Linked DNA regions of Sus scrofa: region 2 is linked to region 1. A link is a contact called in public HiChIP or PLAC-seq data. All regions are on one chromosome and are shown on one strand. Each heading gives the region's core, a stretch centred on a gene start, on an enhancer-like site or on the middle of the called end of the contact. The rest is flanking DNA. Distances are from core to core; before and after follow the strand shown. Region 1 has its middle 22 kb from the start of COL1A1. Region 2 holds the start of TMEM92 (transmembrane protein 92).

What was found. HiChIP or PLAC-seq counts read pairs in DNA pulled down with a chosen protein or histone mark.
Region 2: a contact with region 1 is called in an H3K27ac HiChIP or PLAC-seq map of skeletal muscle. The contact joins the promoter of TMEM92 here to the enhancer-like site in region 1. A contact is called at or near these places in 7 of 47 Hi-C or Micro-C datasets (alveolar macrophages, embryonic fibroblasts, fetal skeletal muscle and 4 more) and 1 of 2 datasets of contacts at active chromatin or transcription factors (skeletal muscle).

The regions. Positions count from the first base shown.
Region 1 is chr12:26,416,828-26,420,535 of Sscrofa11.1, reverse strand. No RefSeq gene overlaps it. Among named protein-coding and RNA genes, the nearest start is that of COL1A1, 22 kb to the right of the region's middle. Within about 2 kb of position 1,730, at least 15 of the 83 cell types and tissues checked have an H3K27ac peak or open chromatin away from gene starts, as enhancers often do. A contact at or near this core is called in omental adipose tissue, skeletal muscle and subcutaneous adipose tissue, where this site is marked.
Region 2 is chr12:26,465,173-26,468,536 of Sscrofa11.1, reverse strand. It overlaps TMEM92 (transmembrane protein 92), which reads right to left and starts at 1,924. Exons shown (of 5, transcript XM_003131586.3): 1 at 1,747-1,924. The coding sequence starts at 1,815.

The DNA of each region.
Region 1 (3,708 bases), core at 481-2,980:
GACAAAAAAAGAAAAAAAAATCAAAATTAACATCATCCACAATGGGACAGTTTGAAATCATGCATCACCTGATAAGACACAGTGACAACATAGCATCACTTCTGTGATATTCCTGCCCCAAATCCATCACTTGAATCTAATCTTGAGAAAACTGTAGGCAAACCCAAATTGAGGAATACGCTACGAAATCATTGGCTTGTAATCTTCAAAATTTAAAAGGTCATGATTGTCAAGGAACATCCACTTTTTTCTTTTTTTTTTTTTTTTTTTTTTTTTTTTTTTTGCCTTTTAGGGCCGCACCCGTGGCACATGGACATTCCCAGGCAAGGGGTCCAATCGGAACTACAGTGCCGCCTACACCAGAGCCACAGCAACACCAGATCTGAGCCATGTCTGTGACCTACACCACAGCTCATGCCCATGCCGGATGCTTTAACCCACTGAATGAGGCCAGGGATCGAACCCGCAACCTCACGATTCCGAGTCGTGTTCGTTTCCGCAGTGCCACAACGGGAACTCCAAGGAACATCTACTTTCAATGTCGTCTCTTGCCACATTGAAAGAGACTGAAGAGGCATGGCAACTACATGCAATGCACGGTTCTGAATTAGGTCTTTTTGCTATAAATTACTTTACTGGGACAAATGGAGACGTGAATAAATTACAATAACAAGTCTGTAATTTTTATGGTTGCACAAGTAGGTACTTAAGAGACGGTCATTGTTTGCAGGATTTATACTAAAGTATTCATGGAGGGTGGCACATCGCTTTAGCAATTCACCCTCAAGCGCTTCAGGAAAAAAAAGGTTCTTTGCACTATTCTTGGAACGTTTCTGTAAGTGTGAAATGATTTCCAAACAAGAAGAAATGGTGACAAAAAGCTGATAAATATCATGTGTATGGAAAGAGCATGTGTGAGGCGGGATATTGTGGCCATCCATTGTGTCTGCCTTTCCCAGCATTCATTCCTTCTTCCTCCAGAAACAGCACCCAGATTTTATTTTGTGGAACTGCCATCCCCAACGTTTGGTTTATGTGTCATTCATGTGGGCCGGTGCCCAGGTCAACCAGCATATTTCATCTGCTTGGACAGTCATTGGTTTAGGGAAGGGCTCAAGTTTGCTTAATATAGGTCAACCCTGGGATTTTTTTTTTTCCCCTGAAACTATTGTGAAAGAGGCTGTTTTTCTCCAACGGTTACTCAGCTTTTAGAAAATAAACCTGGAACTGCCTGAGACCACCACATGGAGCCAGACGGCCCAGGGGGGGAAAAAGCCATTTCACAGAAAAGTAGAAGGAACAGACAGAGAAACTGAGTCTTCCTGATATCATTTTAGCCCATACATCCAGTGGTACTTTGACTTTTTGCTTAAATAACTCAAATATATTTACTTTTCTGCTTAAGCCACTTGGAGTTAAGCTGTTGGCGCTTGCAACCGAAAGATTCATGACTAATGTTAGGAAATTCCTAATTTGGCTGGACCGGCGTTTGAGGCGGGAGGGGGAGGGGAGGGAAGGAGAATGGTATTTGACAATCAGACATGGCAGGGCTTCTGGGCATCACGATTCACCAGGAATCTTGGGACCTTCAAGAAAAGTGGTGAGAGCAGGTGGCAGAGATACAAGGACCAAACCGTAAGTCATTAGACTTATCCCCAAACAACCCCACCTCGTAAGAGCTTGTCACCCAATCCACAGCCCAGTGGTCACACCCTTGGCACAGCCCTGACCAGAGATGCCGGCAGGCCTGCTCCTGAGCCCCACTTCCAACTCCATGGTAACTGTGCCTTGCCTTTCTTCACACTGCCTCTGTTTACAACGCACTCTGTCTCCAGTTTGCACAGTTGAGCCTCAAGGCAACTCTATGAGGGTGTTCTTGTCGTGACTCAGTGGTAATGAAACTGACTAGTATCCATGAGGATGCGGGTTCGATCCCTGGCCCCACTCAGCGGGTTAAGGATGTGGTGTTGCCATGAGCTCTGGTGTAGGTCGCAGAGGCAGCTCAGACCTGTCGTTGCTGTGGCTGTGGTGTAGACAGGCAGCTGCCGCTCTGATTCAACCCGTGGCCTGGGAACCTCCATATACTGGGAGTGTAGCCCTAAAAAAGCCAAACACACACACACACACACAAACAAACAAACAAAACCCAAAAAAGATAACTCTATGAGAAGGTAGAAGTGGGATTATTCAGAAAGTTGAAGCAACCTGCCTAAAGTCACACAGCTGTTCAGTGGTGGAGCCAGGACTACGGGACAGCATTCCTCTTTCCAAGACCAGAGCTCTTTCTAGAGCTTTTTGAGCTTTGGAATTTCTGAGAAGGGTTAGGGTTCCAAGACCAGAGCTCTTTCTAGAGCTTTTTGAGCTTTGGAATTTCTGAGAAGGGCTGAGGGATGGGACGTGTGGTGAAAGGCAGCTTCTCTCCCCTTGGGCTGGGGGACTGCCCTTGAGTGAATGAGGAGGGGGCCAGGCTTTGGGGGGCACATGGGCCCTCAGGAGAGGGGTCAAGGGTGGGAACCCTGTCGGGGGTCAGGATGCTGGCTGGAGCAGAGTAGGCGAGCATCACAGAATCCTCGATCCCCAGGGAGCACCCAAGGGACAGCCTGACGTCATGCTTTGGGCATGGCTCTGGGGAATCAGGAAGTGAGGACTCCTCCCACGCCCACCCAGTCTGCTGATTGGTGGAAGAGACCCCTATAGGAAACAGTATGCTAACACCCTTAAGGCTAACAGGAATTCCATCATACCTAATATTACTTATGCCAGGTACTGCCTCATGTTCTCACAACAATCCTGAAAAAAAAATCTATTTTTAGTCCTCAGTAGAACTGAGGACACTGAGGCACAGAGAAGGGAAGTGAGTTGCCCAGAGTCACACAGCTGGGAAAAGGAAGGGTTGGGATATAACCTGGAAATCTGGGAGTTCCCCTTGTGGCTCAACGGTAACGAACCCATCTAGTATCCATGAGGACACGGGTTCAATCCCTGGCCTCGTTCAGTGGGTTAAGGCTCCAGGGTTGCCTTGAGCTGCAGCGAAGCTCGCAGACAAGGCTCAGATCCTGCGTTGCTGTGGCTGTGGTGTAGGCCGGCAGTTGCAGCTCCAATTCCACCCCTGGTCTGGGGACTTCCAGATGCTGCAGGTGTGGCCCTAAAAAATAAAGAGAGAGAGAGAGAGAGACATAAACAAACTGGAAATCGAGCCCAGAGCCCAGATTCTCAAGAGCTCTGGTTACTCCTCCCGGCATATTCACCAAGCATCACTCCTCGCCAGGCCTGGTGCTAGAAGCCGGGGTAAAGATGACACACCCGGGCGCTGGTGGAGGGTAGGAGGGGAGAGAACAACCAGTCAGGCAGGGCCTGGGCTCTGGTAGGGGAAGTGCAGTCCTGTGGGAGAACCTGATGGAGGTAGGTAGCCAAGGTGAGTCTTGGCAGGATGAGAAGCCAGAGACAAGGAAGGGAGAGTTGGAGTGAGGAGGTGGAGGGGCGCACAGGGCAGAGGAGAGGTTCAGGCCCAAAGGCCTCCAAGTCTTAGAATCAGTGTCCTGATGTCCCGTAAGCCCAACAGAGTTAAGGGGCTCCTGCTCCCCAGGGTCGGCGTAGGCAGCTTACTGGGGGTGGGGGCAGGGCAGCCTGGGAGGGCGGTGGGCCCCTGTTACAGAAATGTGGGCCAGGAGTTCCCATCGTGGCTCAGGGGTTAACAAATCCAACCAG
Region 2 (3,364 bases), core at 675-3,174, 48 kb before region 1:
CCCTTCTCCCAAGTCTTGGCCAGTGGGCTCAGGAGCAGGGATAAACCCCAGCAGGAATGGCCCAGAGAGGCTGAGGGCCACACAGCACCCTGGAATGACTGCAGAGTTGGGGACCCCCAAAGGGATTCGGGCACTCAGGGTACTCCCTTCCCCTCAGATTCTAGCCCCTGCCCCTCCTCCCCCTCCTGGCCCCTAACTAAGAAAGACAATGAACAATTACTTTAATAAATTAAGGAGTTTCCATTGTGGCTCAGCAGTAACAAACCCAACCAGTATCCATGAGGATGGGGATTCCATGATGAATGGGTTAAGGATCCAGCATTGCTGTGAGCTGTGGTGTAGGTCGCAGAGGCGGCTCAGATCCTGAGTTGGTGTGGTTGTGGCTGGGGCTGGGGCTGGGACTGGCAGCTGCAGCTCCAATTTGACCCCTAGCCTGGGAAGTTCCATATGCCGTACCTGTGGCCCTAAAAAGCAAAATAATAATAATAATGCTGCACTCCTGTGAGGAGTAGAGGACACTTTCCCAGATTCTCCCACCACCCCATTTTGTTTTGTTTTGTTTTGTTTTGTTTTTTTGGCTGTACCTGTAGCATGTGGAAGTTCCCTGGGCCAGGGATTGAACCTGAGCCACAACAGTGACAATGCCAGACCCTTAACCCACTGAGCCACCAGGGAACTCCTCCCCCTACCATCCTGTTTTAAACAGAGGATGGTCTTATCTGAGGTGGTTCAGAGCCTGTGTTTTATCAAGTGTTGGGATAATCTTCGGCAACTGCTTACATGTGAACAGGGAGCATCAACTGCCTGCCCCCTGCAGTGGTTGGGAGGAATCGACCAGAGGATGCTCAGCCTAGAGCTGGCACAAACCCACAGCCTGGTGATAGAGAAGGAAGAGCAGGGCTTGGGGTGGGGTGGGGCAGAGCGGCTCAGCACAAGTTCATGAACGTGGGAAGCAGGCCTGCAACTTCCTTCGGACTCTGACACAAGTAATTTAAAAACCGTGTTCTAGACCCATGTCAGTTTCTAGGATCATCTCCCACCCCAGAATTGGATAGACTGCCCCCATTACTGGAGTCAGGGGAGGGATAAAGGGGTGCTGAAACCTTGCCTCACTTCAGAAATCACAGATTCCAGAGGTCACCCCAGCCTGGGGTCAGGCAGCCGGATCAAATCCTATCACCGGCTGGAATCCTAGCCCCGCACCTAGGAAGGGACAAAGGAGCCTCCTTTCCTCCAGGGCACGCAGAGAGAAACAGTCCCAGAGAGGGGCAGGGCCTTCCCAAGGTCATCCCCAGCACTAGGAGAACAGAGCTGGGGGGGACAGGCTGGCCAGGCGTCCAGACCTTAGACACACACACACCCCCACTGTCGCCCCGGCCCCCAGTCACTGCTTTCTGACACAGCAGGAAGGAGCAAGAACGAGACAAGACTAACGAGACTAACGACGCCAGGATCAAAGTCCCCACTCAGAGAGGCACTAGGTGTCAGGCGGCGCAGGTCCCACGACACAGTCTCCCCCGCCCCTGCCTCCCCACAAGGTGAAGGAACCCAGGCCTTCTCAGGACCTCCTTCCACTGCCCTCACCTCCACCTCCCGGGCCAAAAGAGAAAGGAAGTTGCTAAATACGTGTGGTCATGAGGAAATCCTGACCGTAGTAGGTGGTGATCCAGAGCCAGAAGCGGGGCCCCTGACCCACAAGGGTAGGACCCCCCCAAATCTAACCGGCTTACCTCCCAAAAAGCTCACCTGTTGGAGGCCAGCCGGCAGGGCAAGCAGCAAGGTGGGCACGAGGCCGAGGACCCAGGTGTCAGACATCCTGGCAGGGGGGCCACTGAGCTTCCGTGTGGAGGGGAGGAGAGGAGAGGGCGGGGCCGTGACCTCTCCCACGACTCTCCACCTATAGGGCCCTGCCTTGGGTTGGGGGCGGAGCTGATGCACCCGGGGAAAGGCCAACCCAGAAGAGGAAGGGAGGGGCGGAGGTGAGGAGAGGGGAGGGGAGGAGGGAGGAGGAGGGGAGGGGGAGGGGGAAGGGAGGAGGGGGAGGGAAGACGTCTGGGAACGGCTTGGGGAATTGAGAGGTAGAAAGGATTATCTGATGAACAATATTGTGGCATCAGTTCAAGACAGCTGAACTACCCCTTCCCAACCCCAACTGTTCCACCCCCAAGCGGTCCCAGGCTTATGATAGGGACTGGCGGGAGTTCCCGTTGTGGCGCAGTGGAAACAATCCACTAGGAACCAGGAGGTTGCAGGTTCGATCCCTGGCCTTGCTCAGTGGGTCAAGGCTTGGGCGTTGCCCGTTAGCTCTAGTGTAGGTCACAGACGAGGCTGGGATTCTGCATTGCTGTGGCTGTGGTATAGGCTGGCAGCTGTAGCTCGGATTAGACCCCCTAGCCTGGGAACCTCCAGATGCCCCGGGTGCGGCCCCAAAAAGACAAAAAAAAAAAAAAAAAATAGGGACTGGCCGCACCTATCAGATGAGGGGGGACGCGGCCAGAGGGACCTGGACCACTGGAAGTCCCTTCCCATAAGGACTTCTGGGGGGCAGAGGATGAGAGAGGGGAGGCGAAGGTCCTGGTGGGGCTAGGCGTCCTTTTTTTTTTATGAGGAGGGAGGGAGGGGCGGCCTGGCAGATTTCTTGGGAAGGAGAACCTAGAGCTCATTACTAGCACATTCGTGCCCCCCCCCCCCCGCCTCCACATCCTGGGAAGATGTGTTGGTACACTTCCTCCGTTTGACTACAGGGAAAATTAAGACCCCAGCATTCAGAGACTAGTCCCTGGGTCCTAAACTGGGGCAGAGCGGCAGCCAGGAGAGATGGGGCGCAGGCGAGCAGGCCCATCCAGATTCCTGGAAAGACCCCGCGGAGACGGGCTGAGCCAGGAGCCGCGGGATTCCGACCCGGGGCGGCCGCGCCCAGCCCTCGAGGCACGCTGTGCTTTCCAGATCCGGCCAGCAGGTGGCAGCATCGTTCAACTCGCGATTCCCCCGGAGCCCGGCGGCGTGGGACCCGGGACTTGGGGCGGATCTCCCCGGGCTCCCTCCCGGGGGACCCGGCTGGAGGGTGGGGTGGGAAGCCGTCTCGGTGGGCGATTGGCGGAGGGTGAGAGCCAGACGCCCAAACACAGATGGGACGTATGGAGAAGACCTTGCGGGAGGTGGAGAGTCGGAGCCGGGACCCCTGGGGCGGGGGCGAACGGGGGGCGGGGGTGACGGGTGGGGTGCTGCTCCCTGACCTGGGGGAAGTCGGGGGAGGCTCGGTGCTTAGGTATGAGACGTCTCCTGCTGCCCCTCAGTTCTGACTTTACCACGGAAAACTGGTTCAAACCTAGTAAGAAGGGACAGCCGCCCTCTCTGGCTTTTT